2 separate regions of the Danio rerio genome follow, and region 2 is linked to region 1. The links are chromatin contacts, called in public Micro-C maps. All regions are on one chromosome and are shown on one strand. Each heading gives the region's core, a stretch centred on a gene start, on an enhancer-like site or on the middle of the called end of the contact. The rest is flanking DNA. Distances are from core to core; before and after follow the strand shown.

The links. Hi-C and Micro-C count contacts between places; a contact is called where the count stands out from the background.
Region 2: a contact with region 1 is called in a Micro-C map of caudal fin, with 9 times the contacts expected there. The contact joins the promoter of pou2f2a here to the enhancer-like site in region 1. A contact is called at or near these places in 7 of 18 Hi-C or Micro-C datasets (caudal fin, embryo, hematopoietic stem cells and 1 more).

What each region holds. Positions count from the first base shown.
Region 1 is chr19:7,191,645-7,197,664 of GRCz12tu, forward strand. All of the region lies in intron 2 of pou2f2a (POU class 2 homeobox 2a), which reads right to left. Among named protein-coding and RNA genes, the nearest start is that of erf, 59 kb to the left of the region's middle. Within about 2 kb of position 3,272, at least 8 of the 62 cell types and tissues checked have an H3K27ac peak or open chromatin away from gene starts, as enhancers often do. A contact at or near this core is called in caudal fin, where this site is marked.
Region 2 is chr19:7,260,107-7,266,126 of GRCz12tu, forward strand. pou2f2a (POU class 2 homeobox 2a) reads right to left here and starts at 2,565. Exons shown (of 16, transcript XM_073931452.1): 1 at 2,463-2,565.

The DNA.
Region 1 (6,020 bases), core at 2,022-4,521:
TTATTTCAACTGGCGCAACCACTTTAAGTATACTCAACTAATCGCTTTTATTTCAACTGGTTCAACAGGTTTTTTTTTTTTAGTAAAGTCAACTAATCGCTTTTATTTCAACTGATTTAATCACTTTTATAAAGAAAAAGTCAGCTAATCACTTTTATTTCAACTGATTTCATCACTTTTTAAGTAAAGTCAACAAATCGTTTTTATATCAACTAATTCGATCACTTTTTTTAAAGTAAAGTCAACAAATCACTTTTATTTTAACTGATTCAACCACTTTTTGAGGAAAAGTCAACAAATTGCTTTTATTTCAACAGTTTCAATCAATCAGTGTAATTAGAGTGTGCATCTAATTATTAAAACTTCTTCATAACAAAAATTAAACATATATTTAAAGATGATAGTATTTTAGATTTATTCATAAAAGCTCATTTGGCGCAGTGTAATATTTCCAAGATTTGACCAATAGAAAGACTACAGTTTATAGATAATTATAAAATCTTTTTACAATAGCTTTGATTCTTTACGGAGTTCCATTTCAAATAAAGACTGACCTTTTTACTCGAAGGACACAATAAACATGACTAATTGACACAAACCCACCCGATTGGAAATATCATATTCCGATGATACTACTGTGATGGTATACAAACGTGAAGGTTGATTCTCATGCAATTGATTCTGTGTCAGTATTACCCACAAACCTCTGTGCTGTGAGTCAGTCTAGTGTCACCTCCATTTCCTGTCTAAATGTGCGGCCTTCCACTCACTGTCATCACACACACACACACACACACACACACACACACACACACACACACATACATGCATACACGTGCGACGAGTAATGTCAGATATTCTTGGAAAAACTCGATCAATCAGCATCAGTCACATCTTTTAAAGGGCATAAGGCTGACTGGAGGAAACAAATTCACTAGTCATGTTCCTAGACTGTTATATTTATAAAAATGTGTATTGGAAAGCATTTTAAACTGTGCCTATCCTAAATGTTATATTTACCAAATTTACAAAAATGCAAATTTAAATAAATATTAATGCAAATATGATAATAACAAATAAAATTACATTAATTAGCTAGATTTGAAATTTTAGATTTAAAATTTCCAATAATGTCAATTATTCTGCACAAAAATGTATACAGAGTTGAACATTTTTTAAGATATATTTATTTCAGTATTATATTAGAGACATATGATTATGCTATTAGGCTGGTTAGCACTTTTATTTTGCAAGATAATCCATTTTGGTAAGTATATTAAAATTTGATTTACACAAGTAATTTCCAAGACATCATTTCAAATTAAATAATTAAAATGTTAAAATATGCGTAACAATGTTCCACCATCATTCATCATAATCGATTATTTTTATTAAATAATAAAAAACTTTTTTCTAATCTATGTTTATTAAAATACATTTTAAACTTAACGACCTTGCTAAATTTAAATACATTTTTAATGATTAAATAAATCCTTGCTGAAAAATGGGTAAAACTTTGTGGTTTAAAAGAGAGTGGCAAAGTATAAATGGTACAACTAACGGGTAAAACGAGGCTTCATTTTGATCTTTATAACACAGTATTTTATTATGTCATTAATTTATTCTAAACATGTCTGACAATATTTTCTTGGTATATAAACTCCTGTACGATGGTGATAACATGCTGATTGGGTATTGATGTAAACACTCTGATACAGATAAAGATTTGTTTTCCTTTGTTATTTTTTGCTTCTATAACAAAGTAATGCACTAGCGCAAATGCAGACTCAGCAGAGCAAAACTGATACACTGGCCTCATTACAACTTAATTTACTCCCATAAATCCTCGTGTGAACATCTCACCATTGTATCCAGCACAAAACAAAACTAACACACTCAATATCTCGTCCTTAAACTAAAAGCTCATCCTTTCGCACAATATCTGGCTTCTGCAGCTGCTTATTTTATCATATTGTGTTGTAGTTTACTCATTTGTAATCTAATGTGACGGTCTATGTTCGATCAGTGACTTTGAGTACTATAAAACATGGACAAATCCAAATGTTGGCATAAATTTGGGCCTATAAATTTATTGGTAATGCTTTAGTATAGTAACCAATTTGCTTATTAGCATGCTTATTATTAAGGTTTAGGCTGTTTATTATAATTTTTATTATCATTTATTATTTAAGTACATATTCTGCATGATCTTATTCTACATACCTAATCCTACCCAATAACTAAACCCAACTACAACCTTAATAACAATTAATAAGCAGCCAATTAGTTATTTATTAAGCTAAAAATCTTACTTAATGGGTTGTTAATATCGAGAATTGTACCTTAAAATGAAGTGAGACCAATATGCTTCATAAAATTAACCCTTCAGTTAGTTTTGACCATATTTTGATTCAAAATTGGGTTGAAATAACCCAATTTGTGTTAGTGTATTTACACACACACACAGACACTTCACTGATACTCTACACAATAAAATAATTGCATATAATTACTTATCACTTAAAAAATGGATTGCTTTACCCTGGATTTGCGTAAAATATGGGCAAACAAATGGTTTTTATTACACTTTAAGCCCAACCTATTGGGTTTGTTAATACTTAATCCAAATTTGGCTTTAAACACCCAACATTTATTTTATTCTATCCACAAGAAAAGCACTGAGACCAACTACACCCCGATTGCATACACCAGCACTATATTACACCTCATATACAAACACACACGCTGATATTCAAGCCTCTTGCATTCCTCCAGAGAGTTGCTCCTGACATTTCATTACTTTTGGCCTCAGTCCAGTTAGTTTTGATGTCCTCTCATTAGCAGAGTCTGTTAGTGAAGGCGAAGCTAATTAACCTTGCGGCCCCCTCTCGAGAGATCATTAGAGGGAAGGAAAGCGAGGAAAAGAGAGAGAGGGAGAGAGAAAGAAAGACACTGACTTACCTGGAATTCAGACATTTCGCCATAGCCGCCATTTTATAAATAAACCACAGCCTTCAGTCTGCTTGAGTCTCTCAGGTTTACAAGTGTGAGACTTCAATTCACCTCACCGTGCCCTAATAAGCTGACCAATCCTGGCTCTCTGTCAAAAATTCATGCTAATTGCTGAGTGAATATTCATAATATTGTTAGAATACTCAAAAAGTCGTACTTAAAAAGAGCTCAAGTTGAACTAGAATTAATAGTTATATGGTAGAAAGAATGAATGAAGGCTCATACAGTCACTCTCTCCTCACTTCCCCCCTACATTTTCTCACTCTCCGCCTTCAACCATCGATGTGTTTTACCCCTACACTTCCTCTGAACGCAGGTACGAGTGAACACACGCACGAAAAAGGAAAAAGTTATTATCTTGAGGCACAAACCAGGTAAAATATGTGGTTATTCTTTGTTGTGGGCAGTCATCAGGGCTGGTTTGAAGTGGTGGAGATTAATGTTAAGAAAGGAGGAGGCTGAAAGACACAGAGGGAAGCACTCAGAGCTCAAGTCAGCATAAGAAAGTGCTGGGGTGGCTGGAAAGTGCTCATCACGACGACGAAAACACAAGCAGATCTGATTTTAGTTCTTCACACGCCTCTATTTTCCACTGCTCGTTCTCTCAATGCGCTAAAATTAACACATTTCAAAATGAAATGAAACCGAAATGGCGCAAATGCACCGCAAGAGGGCAGCAGCGGCTTTAAATACCATCAAACCGGCTTCACGAGCAGCTTTGCAGATCAAACGAGCGATTTCTTGTAAGTTTTCGACTTTAACTTTAAGTTTCTTAGGTTTAATTTGACTTATTTTAAGGTTAGAAGTCTAATTAACATAGCTTTTGTTATATGTGAATGAGATTAGCTTAAAAACGAAACTAATATTAAACACCTACGAGTCCTCACAGACGAACGGATGCTTCTCTGGTATTTTCCCTACCCTTTCCCTTTTCTATTATTGTGTTATTTATAAATGTTAACAGGATAAACATTATCTGTGAATTGAAAGAGAGTCTAAACTGAGCAGCTTTGCCTATCAATAGAAACGTGTTTGTATAATCTTTATCCATGAACATATTAATATTACGTTCTGTACTGTCCAATCTTTGAAAGGCAAGTCATTTTTATCGTCGTCAATTATTTCGATGCTGACTTCTGTGTTTTAAAAGACATCCCAATATATTATCAATACAACATAAACTTACATTAATAGTTTTGCCCATGATGCGCTTTAAATGTTAGCAATGACAAATCCTATTCGGGATAAACTTCATTTATAAAAACGAGGCTCTGAGGGACAGACGTAGGCCTATAATCCGTTCAATATGTTGTAGTGTCTTGAGGATATACGTCTTTATGACACCTCTTTCATATGTTTTTTGTCATCTAGAAATACTCAGGTAAGACATATTTTCGATATTGCTCCAAATAAATAATAACACCCAGAACTTAGACTCTCTCAGTCACGAAGTACGTCTAACTTTTCCCTCATGTTACAAATACCACATTTATAATTATATAACATATATCACATCACATAAAGCCTATATTACATCCTAATACTTGATATTATTCATTATTAGCCTAGATTTCTGATCCAAAATATTGTTAAGACCTAATATCATTACATAAAACACTACTAAGATGCACTTTTTTTACTAGAGACTGTAGAATAAGTGTAAATGTTTATACATTTTAAGACTTTCTCAGTCATAAAATACAATGTCTAACGTTTCCCTGACATGACAAATAACATAATTATAATTATATAACATATATTGCATTATAGCCTATATTACTAATTAATAGTTGATTTTATTTATTATTAGCCATGATTTCTGATCCAAAAGTATTTTTATACCTAATATCATTACATAAATCACTACTAAGATTTACTTCTTTACTAGTCACTGTAGAATAAATGTGAATGTTTATACATTTCGATAATGTTTCAAACAAATAATAACACCTATCAAAACTTAAGACTTTCTCCGTCCCGAAATACAATGTCTAACGTTTCCCTGATGACAAATACCATATTTATAGTTATGTAACATGTTTCATATTAATACTTGATATTGTTTATTATAAGCCAAGATTTCTGATCCAAAATATTTTTAGACCTGATATCATTACATGAAACACTACTAAGATTTACTTCTTTACTAGTCACTGTAGAATAAGTGTGAATGTTTGGTATTGTTCCAAATAAATAACACCTATCAGAACTTAACTTTCTCAGTCACGAAATACGATAGCTAACGTTTCCCTGATATGACAAATACCATATATCATATTACATTATAGCCTAATACTTGGTCTCATTTATAATTAGTTAGGATTTCTGATCCAAAACATTTTAGACCTGTTATCATTACATAAAACACTACTAAGATTTACTTCTTTACTAGTCACTGTAGAATAAGTGTGAATATTTATATATTTCGATATTGTTCCAAATAAATAAAAACACCTATCAGAACTTAAAGACTTTCTCAGTCACAAAATACAATGTCTAATGTTTTCCTGATATGACAAATACCATATAACATATCACATTATAGCCTATATTACCATTTAATACTTGATATTATGTTTTATAAGCCAATATTTCTGATCCAAAACTTTTTAGACCTGTTATCATTACATAACACTACTTAGACCACAGATTTACTTTACACTGTAGAATAAGTGTGAACATTTATACATTTCAATATCGTTCCAAATAAATGACACCAATCAAAACTTACCGACTTTCTCAGTCACAAAATACGACATCTAATGTTTCCTTGATATGACAAATACCATATATATAATTATATAACATATATCATACATTATAGCCCATATATTAAAACCTAATACTTGATATTATGCATTATTAGCCAAGATTTCTGATCCAAAACATTTTAGACCTAATATCATTACATAAAACACTACTACGACTGACTTTTTTACTAATCACTGTAGAATAAGTGTAAATGTTTATACATTTCGGTATTGTTCCAAATAAATAATAACATCTAT
Region 2 (6,020 bases), core at 1,315-3,814, 68 kb after region 1:
GTTAAAATGTATTGTAAATAGTGGACACTGAGTGAAGCCTGCTGCAGGTGCTATAACAACCTATAGTTGGGTTATATGTTGGGGTATTTTTAACCCAACTATTTTAACAGAGCAGGATATTAAGTTAAGGAGTTAGTTATATCTTATATACCTTCAGCAGCACAAAGAAGTCGAATGTACCACAACCTGAAACCTCTCAAAGAGAGAAAAAACCCTTTTGGTTTATAAACAAACAAACAAACATTTTAAACTCTTAATCAGATGACATGTCATATATCAAACCTTTTATAAAGCAAAGTTTTGATCACATACTTACTTAAAGATTTTTTTATTGGCATTTATTGTTGCATGAAGAACCTTTAACATACATCTTCTCATTCCACAAAATGTTTTAGAGTTTAAAAAAAATAATTGAAAAAAAAGGATTATCAAATTATTCTTCCCTCTACGAAACATTGGTTCTTGGAAAAAAACATTTATTTTAAAGGAATAGTTGACCCCAAATAAAAATTTACTCACTAATTAATTTAGCCTCAAGTAGTTAAAAACCTTCATGAGTTTCTTTCTTCTTTCTGTTGAACACAATATGATATTTTGATAAAAAGCTGAAAACCTTTAAACTTTGACTTGCAGAGTAGGTAAAACAAATACAATTGAATTCAGTGGTTACACGTTCCCAGCTTTAAAATATCTTCTTTTGTGTTCAACAGAGCAAAGAAACTCTTAAAACAAGGATGAGCAACTGATGACAAGTTGACAAGTTTTTGAGTGAACTATCCCTTTAAAAGCCCTTTTAGTTTTTTCCAGGCCTCTTTATATTTAGAAGTTTAGAGGCCTTAAATATTTGTGTATCAAATGTGATACAGCAGGTTTTATAGATACACTGCCAGTTAAGCTAACATTTTTTAGTGTTTAGAAACCCAGTGAAGCAACTGAATATCTCAAACAACTATAATCATGCTCTTAATCACAGAAGCTCAAGCCCTCTTTGGTCCTCCTGTATCTCCTACACGGTTCTTCGAGCGCATCCAAAATGCTGCCGCTCGACTTGTATTTAACCTCTGGAAATTCTCTTATTTTCCGCCTGTGCTCAGCTCTCTACACTGACTGCAAGAAATAAAACCAAGACACTGTTCTTAGCCTGCAGAGCTGCCAATGGCCCGTAGAACCATTACCTAAAATCCTTCATCAAACTTGTACACCTCAGTCTGGTCAGTGTTAACAGCCACTTCTGGTCACTCAAATCCCCTCAACTCAAAAAGTTCCTACACCTCCAAGTCCAGAATTTCCTCTTCATCTACTTCCTGGGTTCCTACTTTTTGACAAACTCCAAATATCAAGCAGACTATTATATAATATAGCCCTATTTATTTAAATGTGTGGATAAATACCTTGTCATCTCTGCAGAAAAAAAAAACTGCTTAAAGGCCGGTTGGCTGGTTTTAGCTGGTCGACCAGCCTGTTTTTAGAGGGGTTTTAGCCATTTCCAGGCTGGTTTCCAGCTATTTACAGCCTGGTATTAGCTGGTCAGGCTGAAAAATGACCAACTAAAACCAGCTGATCAGCCTGGATTAAGCTGGACATAGCTGGCTGGACTCCCAGCCTGGTTTTAGCAGGTCATCTTCCAACCCAACCAGCAAAGACCAGGCTGGAAATGGCCAAAATCTAAAAACGAGGCTGGTCGACCAGCTAACCAGCTTAGGCTGGATTTTTCAGCAGGGATACCTCAACAAGAAGACATGAGTGATTTAATATAGGCCCTATGGCAAAAAAAAGCGAAATTATTCCTCAACTGTTCCTTTAAAATGTATCTGAACTGGAATTAGATAAGTCTAAACAACATAATTACAAATGTAAATTATTATTGAATCTTTAGGCCTTAAACTGGAAAGTAACGTTATCAAGACGGTGACTTGTTTTGAACGTGGCAGCGAATTTAGAGCTTATCTAATGTACATTTTAACTACCAGGAATCAGCTAGCTGGATAAATTTGTAAAATTGTGGCTGTCGGTTATATGGTAACCGTTTAATGTAATGAAATCATGGTTAATTTTCGTAAATAGCCACCCCCTGCATAAAAGTAGCGATCGTCTTCTAAAATAAGACATCATCGCCTTGTTTTTTGTCCGCCAAAACATTTATTCGCACTGGAGACTTGAATTAAGCTCAAATCATTTTGAAGAGAAAACGTATGCTAACATTATGATGTACAAACGGTTTATGAATCGCAAATTATAATGTAAATATGGACATAACTGCATTTTTTCTAGAGCGCCATTAGGGCAAGACACAATCGGTTAGTGAAACTAATAAATTAATTTATTTTCGATCAACAAAACAATACCTTGTGTAATGCGCTTTTGATGTGATAACAAGAAACTTATAATTTCGAATTAAGATTTAATATTTCATAACCCCGCTTGTGTAGTAAGTGTACTTAAATATGTGTAGTTTGCATCACCTGAGTGAAGATAAACTTCAATCTGAAGAATCAAATCTTGAATGTCAAGTCAATCGGCGTCCAGATACTCAACAAGAAAGCACATGATTTGGCGAGTTTGGTCGCCATCTAGCGGTGTGAATTGCACTTTACATTGATGAATTTTATGAACAGTTTCACCCATTGTTGCTTGTTATTAACGTTTAAACTCACTCAAGCAGAAAAGGTCGATGGGTTTTTATATTAAATGTATTTAAGTATGTTATAGCTACAAAACTTTGATTAATTTCGTCAAAGTTAACTTTCAAGACGTTCATGAATAGGAAGTCCAGTTCACCTCAGGAAGTCACCATAGCAACAGCTCGCCGCTGGCTCTAAATCTTTCCGTGAGTATCCCTGTCATTGTTGAACTTTTAAATATAAGTATGCTTATAAGTGTTTATACCTATATAAGCTTTAATGATACATACCAGAGTCACTTGTTATAGAGTGTGTACTAATTAAAAAGCTCCCAAAAGCACAAGTATACCTTTAAAATGTTAAAATGTACACGATAACTTCATTATTTAACGTTAGCCATGTTTAGTTCTTAATTCCTGATTTATCTTCTCTGAAGCGGTTATAAAGAACATTAGCTTAAACCTAAACTTTTGAATAAAGAGTTTAACCTCTAATATGGTAGAAGAGATATAAGTTGTAGAAGCTAAACATGTGTTTTGGACATGTTTAGCTTCATCCTCTACATTTTACAAACACCAGAAGCTTATCTCAGCATTCAGTAATAATTTTCGAACATGTTTTGTTTATTAAACACCTGTTAGTCTTACCTGAATAGTACCCAATTGTTGCAAGAGCACTGTGTATTGGGTCACTTTATTGTATTTGGACGAGCTTTTAACTCATTTTTAAGCTAGTAAACTTCTGAAAGTGTTCATAACCCTATACAAAATATGCATTAAAAAGTACTTACATTCTTACATTAAAAGTACAACTTAAAAACGACTATATTTAACTGCTTTAGTACATATAAACTGCTATTACAATTTTAATGTGGGGATGTCGTTGGCCCATGAACATTTCCTGCTTGTTATCAAACTATTTCATAACTGTAACAAGAGGTAATTCAATCATAACTTAATGTTAAAACAGCTATTATAACTTTATTTATCAATATGTGGCTCTTTTTGGATTCTCAGAAGCTATAGAAATAAAAAATGTAAAACAGCAAATATTTTAGGAACATTGTTTTTGTTTACATCCCTCAAAATGGTCTCTATGTATACACTGAATATGTTGTAGCTTTGAAGAACAAAAGCTGATTTAAACATTTCCGTGTCTTCATCATTATTAGATATCATTTTATTTTTATATTTTTTGCTTTAAGACAAGATGATGCCACTAAAAAAGGGTAAAAAAAAAAAAAAAGTTCTAATAGTAACCATCATACTCCCCCAGTTGATGGATTACATCTAGAATCACAAGCTATTTTTGCATTAGAAGTTTTGTTAAAATATTTTTTTAAAACTGAATTATTTAATATATATGTGCTAATTTGCACACATTTCTAAATCAGAACATCAGATGAAGTTGCTTTCAAAACCCTTGTTTAATTCTTATGATATATTAGAGTCGAACCTTTTATAGAAGGGGATTTGAGAGTCTCTTTTTATGACTCTATACTGCAATTTAGAAAATTTGTGGATAAAAATGTACAGAAAAGACAGGAAAACTGTACGATATGAACATATCCATCTATAAAAACCTTTAAAATGTAGATATGGACAAAACTCTGCAGTTTGTTGTAAGTAAATGCTGCTAAGGTGTAGATTTATGTCTCAGCATAGGAGAAATACAACTAATCTGAACAAAGCGGCTTAATTAATACCTAAATTAATAAATAAACAATTAAGAGTGTATTTTTAAGTATTGTTCCTTTTAATTATACTTCAAAAAACTTTATAGACAAAAAAAATCTCAAAATGTATAGATCCATGAAAAAAAAAACATTCTCACCATTCTCACTCAACATTCTCTCAGCTGCATTCTCACCTTTAAACTCACATTTTCAACTTGATCCCCTCATATAGACTAAACTATTCCAACTAATCCATCTTATGAAATACATAATCATAAGTCACCTCTATAACTAAATAAAAACCACCCAAAACATCTTTACCCAACCAAACACTACATCCAGACTCCCAAACACATCATCCACACCTGCACCCGCAGAACCCCCGCCCCCCCTCCCAAACACACAATTACTCATCACCCAAACATTAGCACTGGTCAGCCGCTGACCCCTCCCCCTCCTCCACTGACCCCTCCTCCTCCCGCTGACCCCTGCGACCTCTCCGCCAGTTGCCAAGGAGACAACCTTGGCGCACATCTGACCATTGCCCCCTCCCTTCCCCCTTCAGCCGAGACGAGGCGGGCGATCGATACTCTATCACACAGAACAGTGGAGCGAGAGAGAGAGAGGGAGAGAGAGAGACCGAGCTCCGCATTGAGCACAAAGATTAAAGCAGGCAGGACAGCTGACAATGTGTGTGTGTGTGTGTGTGTATGTGTGTGTGTGTGTGTGTTTCATAATGAGCAGACATATTTCTGTTATTTTGGAGAGTTGGCTTCAAGGCATGTTTGTAATTCTGTTTTTAGAGGTGTGGTTTAGTGTGTGTGTATGCGCGTGTGTGTGTTTGTGAGGCCTCTTCATCATCAAAATGAAACAGCGGCTGAATGTAACCAGGGAATTCATCAAAGACTTTACTGCAGCCCGTCTCCTCCTTTCTCTTTCATATATAAAACCAAAACTGTATGTGTGTGTGTGTGTGTGTATATATATATATATATATATATATATATATATATATATATATATATATATATATATAGTTGAAGTCAGAATTATTAGCCCCCTGAAATATTAGCTCCCCTTTTAATTTTTTGTTTCCCATTTTCTGTTTAATGTTTCTAATAACTGATTTATTTTATCTTTGCCATGATGACAGAAAATAATATTTTACTAGAAATTTCCTTGCTCTGTTAAACATCATTTTGGAAATATTTAAAAAAAGAAATAAAAATTCAAAGGGGGGCTAATGATTCTGACTTTAATATATATATATATATAGATAGATAGATAGATAGATAGATAGATAGATAGATAGATAGATAGATAGATAGATAGATAGATAGATAGATAGATAGATAGATAGATAGATAGATAGAGCTATGGAAAAAAATAAGAGAGCGCTTGACAATTCTCGGTTTGCACTGAATTTGTTAGGAGTGGGTTTCAGTAAAATGGTAGATTTGATCGATTAAAAGAGTGTCTCATTTGTTGTGATTGGAAATCAGGGTTATATTATCATGCAGTTGAAGTCAGAATTATTAGCCCCCCTGTTTATTTCCCCCCCAATTTCTGTTTAATAGAGAGAAGATTATTTTCAACAAATTTCTGTACATAATACACTGAAAAAAAAATGATGTCTGCGAAACTGTTGCAAACAAATAATTTGTGTTGAATTTAAACAAACAAATAAAATTGAATAAAATTAAACTTGATCTGTTTGTTTAAAT